Linked DNA regions of Mus musculus: region 2 is linked to region 1. A link is a contact called in public HiChIP or PLAC-seq data. All regions are on one chromosome and are shown on one strand. Each heading gives the region's core, a stretch centred on a gene start, on an enhancer-like site or on the middle of the called end of the contact. The rest is flanking DNA. Distances are from core to core; before and after follow the strand shown. Region 1 has its middle 19 kb from the start of Il12b. Region 2 holds the start of Rnf145 (ring finger protein 145).

Evidence for each region. HiChIP or PLAC-seq counts read pairs in DNA pulled down with a chosen protein or histone mark.
Region 2: a contact with region 1 is called in an H3K27ac HiChIP or PLAC-seq map of microglia, with 2.9 times the contacts expected there. The contact joins the promoter of Rnf145 here to the enhancer-like site in region 1. A contact is called at or near these places in 2 of 39 promoter capture datasets (the C10 cell line and macrophages), 1 of 484 Hi-C or Micro-C datasets (large pre-B cells), 4 of 115 datasets of contacts at active chromatin or transcription factors (bone marrow-derived macrophages, embryonic stem cells, large pre-B cells and 1 more) and 1 of 9 other capture datasets (adipose tissue).

Annotation. Positions count from the first base shown.
Region 1 is chr11:44,378,947-44,383,982 of GRCm38.p6, forward strand. No RefSeq gene overlaps it. Among named protein-coding and RNA genes, the nearest start is that of Il12b, 19 kb to the right of the region's middle. Within about 2 kb of position 3,450, at least 27 of the 459 cell types and tissues checked have an H3K27ac peak or open chromatin away from gene starts, as enhancers often do. A contact at or near this core is called in microglia, where this site is marked.
Region 2 is chr11:44,517,039-44,521,748 of GRCm38.p6, forward strand. Rnf145 (ring finger protein 145) reads left to right here and starts at 1,918. Exons shown (of 11, transcript NM_028862.4): 1 at 1,918-2,236.

The DNA.
Region 1 (5,036 bases), core at 2,200-4,699:
GTACAGGTGGCTAACATGCCCGACATCAAAGCACAAGGACCTGAGGAGAGATGCCCAGCATCCAATATAGGAAGTCGCGTGTTGATGCACACACCTACAATCCCAGCGCTGCCAGATAGAGACAGGAAAGTCCCTAGGGTACAGTGACCAGATGATCTGGCCAATCAACAAGTTCCCAATTCCAATGGAGACCCTGACACCAAAACTAAAGTGGAGAGTGATAGAAAAAGACCCCCAAGACCAAGTTCTGATCTTGACTCTGGCTTCCACAAGTCCTCATGTGCATGTGTGGGGCAGGTGCACACATGCACACAAACATACACACACACACACACACACACACACACTTACTTTTTAAAAAGAAAGAAAATGCCCAGTGGAACTGAATAGACAATCCTTAAAAGAAGAAATACAAACAACTTATAAATAGTTAAGTGTTCATCCTTAGATGGATCTGAGGGATACAAATGAAATTGAAAAAATTTTTTTAAAGATTCCATCTTGCTCTAGTCAGAATGGTTATTAACAAAAGAATAAATGACAGCAAATGCTAGTGGGGATGTAGGGTGGGGAAGGGAAGCCTTTATTCCGTATTAGCGGGGGTTTAAACCAGAGTGGAAATAGAATTTCTCTAAAAGCTAAAGGTTGAACTACCTTATACCCAGCTATACCACTCCTAGCCATGTAAGGAGATGATCTCCCATGATAGGGCTGCCTGAGAATCCATCGCACCGTTCTTCTTTACAGTGTAGCTAGGAAGTAGAACCACCCTAGGTATCCATCAACTTATGAATGTATAATTAGAATATACTGCATACACATAAAGAAAAACAGAATTACAAAATTTTCAGGAGAATGGTTGAAACTGGAAAATAGACTCAGTGGGGTGTTCCCAGGTCAGGAAACACAAGCACTGCATCTTCTCAATATGGGAGTCCTCACTTAGAATGTTTCCGTTTCTGTATGTTTAAGTTGGGGTGATTTTTGTAGAGGCTAGGAAGCCAGAAATGAACTGTGGGGGGGGGTGTCTTAAAGAGTAAAATGCTCAAGACCTGAAAATGCAGTGGTAGAACCAAACCAGCTGGGGATGGACCAGTTTAAACAGGAATGGGCTGAGTGTACTAGAAAATGGGAGAGTTAACTGAAACTAAGAGATATGGAACGGCCATACAGAAACTCCTTGCCACATAAGCTAACTGCACGTATAATTTACAAGAAAAGAATGTTTCAATGGAGGTGTCCTGAACATGTGGCTAATGTGGCTCCCAGAATCAAGTCTTTAAGTTAAAACTCCAAAGTCAGACATGAGATATTCCTTGTGAGTGTATGGCCATTTGAAGTCCCCCATGTCCCCAAAATAATACAGTTTATTGTTATTGGGGGTTTTGTTGTTGTAGTAGTTGTAGTTGTTGTTGTTGTTGTTATTGCCCACCAGAACCAGACAATAAAACCATATTACTGAAGACATCAACCTTGTTTGGTTATGGGACATTAGGAAATCAAACTGGAGCCAGGCTGGAAACTTCTTCCCCTACTAGCTAGCTTTTATAGTTCTGGGAGATGCTAGGAAGCTGGGGGTTGTGGGGAGACATAACATGACTGCAAGCCCTGCATGTTAGAATGTGTGTGTCAGCTGGCCACTAGCATAGCTGTAACTGTTTGTAGGGCAACTGATCACTGTCTGATTGGGCTTGAGGCCCAATCCACTGGAGGGGATTCATGCCTGGTGTTGCAAACCTGGTTAAAAAATCACAGCTGTAGAGGTCATAGGCCCTGATGTGGAAGCTAGTGCTCTTGTTATGTTAAATTGATATGCTATGTCTGTGCAACTATCTTAATAGTTCTGGTTATGCCCAGAGATTAGTGCTGCCCTGGGCTTGGCTCAGAGAGGCTTCCTCTTGCAGTGAGAACTGATTACTACATAAGCTCAGAGCTGGTCAGAGAGTTGAGAATAAGCGGCTGTTTAGTGCTCGGTCCTAAACAGGACATCTTGCGTCACCCCTTCCAAGAAGTTTTTATGGGGGGATCCCTGCAAGCTCCACAGCCAGCAGAGGAGTGAGCCAATTGAGGCAAAAAGGAAGTTTGGTTCACCACTACCTGGTTAGCTAGTGTTGGTTCAAACTCTTTTTTTTTCCAAGAGTTTATTTTAGACATGTTTAAGTACATTACAGTCTTGGGAAAAAGTTTCCTCATAAGAATGATTTCAACCCCTTGTGCACAATAAAGCCCAAGAAGTGACTGCATTAAAACTCTTTTGCAAAGTGCACATGGCCTCTACCACGAAGGTGGGCTCTGTAGCTTAAGGGCTTACGATCTGGGGTAGCCTTCCTTGCTCATGAAGATAGCATAGAGGTTCCCAGCTATAGAGTACCACTTGTGACATCTCCTGTAAGGTTGGGTTCTATTGACTGAGAAACAAAGCTAAGGATAAAAGTCTAGAGAGAGTCTGGAGTCAATGTCATGGTCTCCAGGATGAGGGTGAGGCTTGGTCCTAAGGATAACACAGATCACCAGGCTAATAAAGCCATCCACCCCCAGCTTTTGGGTGGGAAACGGGTATATACATCCCTTCCATTGAAGAGACAAGCCCACGTGCTTAACATTCATGTTTTCCCTAGGGTGTCTCTGTGACCACAAAGACCTCATTCCCTCTACATGTATCTACATATATGTACAGAAATAGATGTATTATAAGACTCATGTGATTATGGAAAATGACAAGTCCCAACATATGCAGTTGGCAAGCTGGGGATCCGGGAGACAAGTCTGACATCTGGTCTGTAAGTCAGTGGACGCAATCATCCAGGCAAGCCCCATGTAGGACAAACTTGGTGTTATGACTCTAATAATTATAATAGCATTGACATCCTGAGGCTATGCAAAGATTAAATGAGATAATAATTTCAAGGCTACAACATATGAGCATTGGCTTTTATAAATGTTAGCCTTTATTATCAGAGAGCCTCGGGGTATTATTCTATTCAGTGCGTAGTCAACCTTGGAAAATGATTTATTTTACTACCATGAAGTTACTCTTAAATTAGTTACAGGGGCTTACACCTATAATCCTAGCACATGGGAAGTTTGAAGCAGGAGGATCACCATGTATCAGGGCCAGTCTGAAATTCATGAGTTCCAGGCCAGCATAGGATCCAGAGGCCTTAAGGAGAGTCCCACACTGAGGTGCCCCCATGTGCTCTAACATCATGTGGCCCTTGCCCTTTGGAAAACACTAGACCAGAAGCCCCAGGGGATCTGGTTCCTTTTTCTTGTGCTTTTCACCCATGATGCCAGCTTCTCAGCCAAGGATTCCAGCAGGGTAGGTGGAGAACCCCTATTCATCTCCCTCCTCTCTTACGGAGGGATTCCAAACGCTTGTATTGACATCACACAATCAAGCCCTGCTTTCTATTTCAAAATGAGTCTCCCCCACAGCTCACAGTTGAAAGTCTTAAGAGAAAACCACATCTGTCTTCTTTCATTTCCTCTCCAGAAGCCCCTCTGTTTTTGCTTACCCAGGAGTGTCTGGCCTCGGAGAGAGGTTAGGTCAGCTTTGCCCTTTGGGCTCATAAGTGAAGTATCAGCAGTGAATACAAAGGAAAGAAGAGCAGGAACAGAAAGGCACATGCCTTGCAGGGGACTTTGTGCTACTCCCTTTCTATCTTTTCTTTCCTTTGGATACATGAGCACCAAGCCACAGGCTGTCGTGAGGGGAAACAGGGAGTCGAGACGGAAAGCTGAGGAGTTTTGAGTGGGGACTCCTAGTCATGAAGATATTGTTTGTTTGTTTGTTTGTTTTTTCCTCTGTCCTGGCTGTCACCAGCTGAACAGGGTGCCTGCTCACACGGACTTGGATATGAAGATATCAGCAGAAGAACCTGGCAGCAAGTGAAGACAGACCAGCCCCCTAAACAGAAAGCTGAGAAAGGCTCCCTTTCTGTAATGAAACTGCCAATGCTGACAGTACCCACAGGCAGAGAGCAGGCAAATTTTACCATCTCGCCAGCAAGCCCTCTCTCTTGTGATTCCCGAAAAGCCTTAGATAAATGTCCAGGTTACCTCCCTGCTCCCAAAGAACATTAGATCTTACTGTACCCATAGTCTAGAGTGTCCTTCTGCCCCATTCCTTGTGTCAAAGCCTACACCCCTAAAACCAGTTGTAAACATGGCCTACCCTGCCGAGCCTATGATAATTCTCCCAGTCAAATAATGATAATATAATTGATTAAAATGTTCTCAATGCTAGCTGTTACTGAGCACTTCCCTAGGCATCCACTTAACTCAAGGCTCACATACACGATGAGCTCATCCACGTCACAGACTAGGTAATATCTTACCATCTCTGCCTAAGCAACTCTTATCATTGGGATATCAGTCAACCCGTGTGTTCTCTCCGCATCTCATCAGACATCAGTGGGGCTCAAACAAACCTTTGTAGTCTGGCTGTCCCGTGGCATGAAAAGCCTGAAGCCATAGTACCTAAATACATAAGTGATACTCAGTAAGTATTGTGACCTCTTGTGTGAAAGCATATAGATCTATGTTGAGAACATCTCAATTTTACACGTGAAGAAATTAAGGCAACGGAGAGATATACAGTAAACAGCCCACATTCAGAACAAAGCAGCATTTCACTTCCCTCTCATTTGGACTTTGTTTACATTGGCCAACCACCCTTGTTAATATATTGGACATATGTCTATCTATTGTCTCTCAATTCCTTAGGTAGATATTATGCCCCAGGGCACAACTATTATCTCCCAGACTCTCAACCCTGGATTTTCTTACCTCATCGTTTCCTGCCCTTCCATACCCTCACCTTATGATTTTGATATAGTCCAGCCTTCAAATCCATGGTGAATATCTCAACCATGGTATCTGCTTTCACCCACCCAACTGGGTGTGGTCTCCCTGTCTCTTAAATTCTCCCAGCACATATCTGAACTTTCAGCCCTTCTTTACCTGGCCTGTGTCATGGTCTTATGAGAATTTGGTCTCTTTATTCTGCTAAACACTGAAGTCCCTATAGAATGAAT
Region 2 (4,710 bases), core at 668-3,167, 140 kb after region 1:
TGAAACTTTGAGAGTAAAAGCCAAGGAAAGCTGTTGCTAGCATAGGCAGCTTCCTATTGCAACCATCAGCCAGTGAGGATTTTTACCTAGGAGGCTACATACAGAAGAGACTCATGAAACCACTGCTCTGTGATGTGACAGGTTTAATGGTTATTCCAAGGTGGCCTAAGGGATCCAAACAAAAGTGGCTATAACGAGTTATGAACAGAACCCCCAGAAACATTTAAACCCTGCTATGAAGCTAGTAGGTGACAGTTACCGATAATCATCAATTTGACAAAATTAGTCACATGGGACCATGGCTCCTGAGGACATTCTCTTGATTAGTGTGATGCCATTCCTTGGATAGGGCATCCTGCACTGCTTACGAGTGAGGAACATGAGGCAGTGAGCAGTGACATGCATGCATTCACATCACTCTCTGCTTCTAGACTCTGGGTGAAGTGACCAGCTGTTTCAAGTTCCTGATGCCTTAACCTGCCCCACGAGGGACTGTGCGTTAAACAGTGAGCTGAAACACACCCATTCTCCATAAATTCTGTCCAAGTTTTATCACAGTCACAGAAAATGGGAGGGAGATATGCTACTGTGAACTTTAGTGATGGCTTTGGCTACATATTACTTATTTTACATCTATGAATGTTTTGTCTGCAGATATGTCTGAGCACCACATGTTTGTAGTGTCCATGGAGGCCAGAAGAGGGCGTCAGATCCTCTGGGACTCGAGTTACCAGCTACACCTGGGTGCTGAGAATTGAACCTGGGGGTGGGGTGTTCTCTAGAAGAACAAAAAGGGCTCTTAAGAGCTAAGCCATCTCTCCTGCTCTGATGACCTTGTATATGTAGAGGTTGTGTTTACAGTTTTATAGCAGGGGAGACCCAGAGGTTCAGAATCGTGGGTGTATGTGTCTCATAAGCAGTGGACAAGGACACATAAACATCAAAGAATACTCATTTTGTCTTGTACAGATTGTAAGGTGGAGGCTCTTGGCAAGTTTCCGAATGAGCCAGAATGGTTGCAATGCCTTACAAATCACTTGGTGTTCATCTTCTGTTACCTAGGCACTGCCTAATGAAAGGCCACACTAGTTTCTAGTGGCAACTGATTCTCAAGGGACTAAACTAAAAGCAAGGAACAACAGAGCAAATGGCAGAAGGTAATAGCGAGGCAATGGTAATACAGATGAACGTAGTAATAGATCCCTGCAAAGATCAGCTTAAGTCCTCAGCAAGCTTATATACTATATAGACACAGATCCTGCTCTAAAAGCTTCTACATTTATAATACGGCAAGAATGTGCCATAGTATTAGGAGACTAGAGCAGAACAAAAGGGTTTCAGGGAAAGGGTGTGTGCACACTAATGTGGTTTGAACCTTGAACCAAAAGAAATGGCAAACCTATTTACACCTTTTATTTTCATACAGTAGTTAATCATTTGCACCAAACGAAGGAGCCGGAATACAGTCCCAGGGAGCAATTCCAAACCATTCACTCATCCAGCATTTTACTCTTCGTCGTCCCTGATGCCTTAGAGACGAGTCTTAGTCTAGTCAAGGAGAGAGTTAAAAATTGCTCTGGGTTTGCACGCGGCAGGGACCAGCCTTTCACATTGTCCCACGTGGTCCCAGCAGGTGAGTGTAGGTGTGGGCGCGTGCGGCTCGTGGTGTCTGCGGAGTGAGCGCGAACACGTGTCAGAATGGCTGGGGTCACAGTGCATGTCCCGGTGTCGCCTCACCCTTCCTTGGAATAGTCTGCCGGACCAGCACCAAAGAGAAGCCGGCGTTTCGGGCCCACTCAACGGAGGCGGTGCGGGAAGATCCCGCCGTGCGCGATTGTGAGTGAGCGTGGGCGCACGGGGGCCGGGCGATGGCGAGCTCGCGCGCAGGCGCAGAGCGCGCGAGCCGGCGGTCGCCGCAGAGCGCGGGGGGCGGAGCCGGAGCGCGGGGACCAGGCCATGGCGGCCGCCGGGCGCTGGTGCCGGCGCTCGGCCCGGGAGCGCCTTTGTCGCCGCGGAGGATGGTGACCTCACGGTTCGGGCCGCTTCCGCTGCCTCCGCCTCCCGAGACGCCGCAGCCGAGGCCGGACGCGGGAGAGCCGCCGCTGTGAGCCGCGCAAACCGGGCCCCCCGCCGTCGGAACCGAAGATCTCACCGGAGGGGCGGGAATCGGAGCCGGGCAGCAGCGGACACCGCCATCCCCAGTGCCGCCCCGCAGGCAGGGAGGCTGCGGCTCCAGGTGACTGCGGTCAGCCGGGAGCATCCCGCAGGCCTGCTGCCCACTGCGCCTCCCCTCCCCTCCCCCACCCTCGCTCCTCCCCGCCGCGCCCCCTCCTTCTCCGGCTCTTGGCCCCGGCCTGGTCCCCCTCCGCACCGCGCCCTCCCGCCCACCCCTGAGCAGCGATCAGTCTCCTGCGACCTCCTCGCAGAGCCTCATACTCGTTCCCGGGGCCTCGGCTGCCTCCTCACCACCTTCCATCCTTCTTTCCTCCCGCGCCTGGAGAGGGAGAGAACCCTCACATTCCTGAGATGCCCTCATTGGGGCTCACCCCTCTCTGCTCTCCTGTACCCCGGTTGCAAGGCCTTTCCCGGTCTCTCTGGCAGAGGTGTCCAGTCCGGGCTCCTTTGCTCAGGTTTGCATTTCTAACTTTTCGTCTTTTGCGTTTCTGTTCACTCTTTTTGCTTTCAAGCTTCTTCCCTCTTCCCTGGCGTCTCCTCACCTCGCAGCCCCTTAACTCAGCCTAACCATGTGCAGGCGGTGCAGGTTGCGGGTTTCAGAAAGACCTGCCAAGCCCAAAGAATAGGGGGACCCCTGGCTTAGTGTGCAGTGCGCCTCTCTTCAGTCACGAGCAGCTCATCTCTCTCTTACTGTGTTCCTTTTCCCGCTCGCCATCCCTGGGTTCGCCCTCTCCAGTTCTGCTTTCCCACCCTAGGACCTTTGTGGAATGAACCCCCTATTCTATCTAAGGGTTAGGAACTTGACTCATATAAGCGCGCCTTATGAGGCGCGGTAGAGCCAGCACCCTTGGCGAGGCAGGGAGCACCCGGGCTTCTCTTCCTGGCAGAGTTTCTGCTCCACGTAATCCCCTAGCCTTGGGGCTGCTGCGTCCGTGCCGCGCTGCTGTGCTGTGCTCGCTGCCTGCTTGCGGCGAGCTGGCTTGGGGTTACTACAGTTCAAATGTATCTGAGCAAAGCAGGCGGGGTTGGGGGAGGTGCGGGGAGAGAGTGAGATGGGGCGGGGGAAGGGGCCTTTGCAGTGGGAAGGCATCAAAGATTAATGGATGGCTTTGCATCTCTGTCTGCAGTAAACAGGAAACTAGTCTGAAAGGAAGGGGTGTGTGTGTGTGTCTGTCTTTATTTTATAAAATACCGAGTGTGCAGTTTTGTGAATCTTGAACCAGACCCAAAAGGATGAGCTGCCGGTGCTGCAGTCGTGACCTAGGCTGAGCGTCCAATGGCAGAGGTAGCGTTGTTTTCCTTCTCTGTGTCGGGCCCTTAGGTTGGACGATGGCTCTTTCACTGGAGGGTGGACTCTTATCTGTGGATGTGGTTTCGGAGATGATGAGGAATCACAGGATTGCTAGTAGTTTCTGTGGAAACCAAGTCCCTACAAAGTTAGCTAGCAACACAGTGGGAGTGGGGAGGATTAGCTATATTTAAAACGTGTGCCAGCGCTTATGTAAGGAAGTTCTCTTTCCTGGTCTCCTTTCTGGGCGGAGTTACTTTCGGATTTTAGGGTCCAGCTTCGCCCTCTCGTTTTTGTTTTTGTTTTTTTGTTTTTTGTTTTGTTTGTTTATTTTTTTTAAGGTCTCAGCATCCCAATGGATAGACAGCCTCCTTGTCCCCCATTTGCTTAGATTCAGTTTTAGTTGATTTAGAATTTGTTTGAATTGCTGGGAGCAGAGAAGGAAGGTTGATGGTGATGGTTTTGTTTGTAACTTTCAGCCCTAAATTATCTGTTATCAATTTAAGTCATCTTATTTTTGCTTTGTCTTTTTTAAAAAGGTAGTTAAGGAGTTGTGGGATTCCTTTTTTTTTTAATACCACATTTTTTTTTTTTTAAAGATAGTTTTCCAACGGAGCCCAGCAGTTACATTTTTCTTACTGTTGAAGTTTCTTTGTCTGATTTCTCCCTATTCAAAACTAAACTTTGGTAGTTTTAGGACAATGCAGAGTGAGGATCTGTGTTTCCTAACCCTCAAGCCCTATAATAAACTGCACATTATACAAGACGTTGTTTCCATGTCTTGGAAAGGCATTTATTGAAACAGCCAGGGTTTGGGGTTTTGGTGAGCATTTATTGAGTCTTTCCGTTTCTGGGAAGAAACATTTTCTGTTTCTGGAAAGAAAGTTTACTGTTTCTGGGACAAAACTTTTCATTTACTTAGCTGCTGGGCTGTCTAACATGGGTTTGAGTCACCTTTAGTTTACGTGGCTTGCAGAGACATGATGGAGAATTCATTTCCAGTTTGTTTCAATAACCCAAGGAAATTTTGGGATCTTACAGGAAGATAAGATAGTGCAGAAAGCTTACATATTTGCATTTGGCGGTTTTGGACCTTTTGTTTTTGCTATTCCTGTGTCTAGGGTTGCTGGGTATCATGGTTTTAAGGGAATTCTGAGCTCCAGCTTAATAATTGTTCATCAGCAGTGTTTGACCCTGGATCCAAAATAACATATAAGGTTTGAGCCAATTATTAAGGATCTATGATA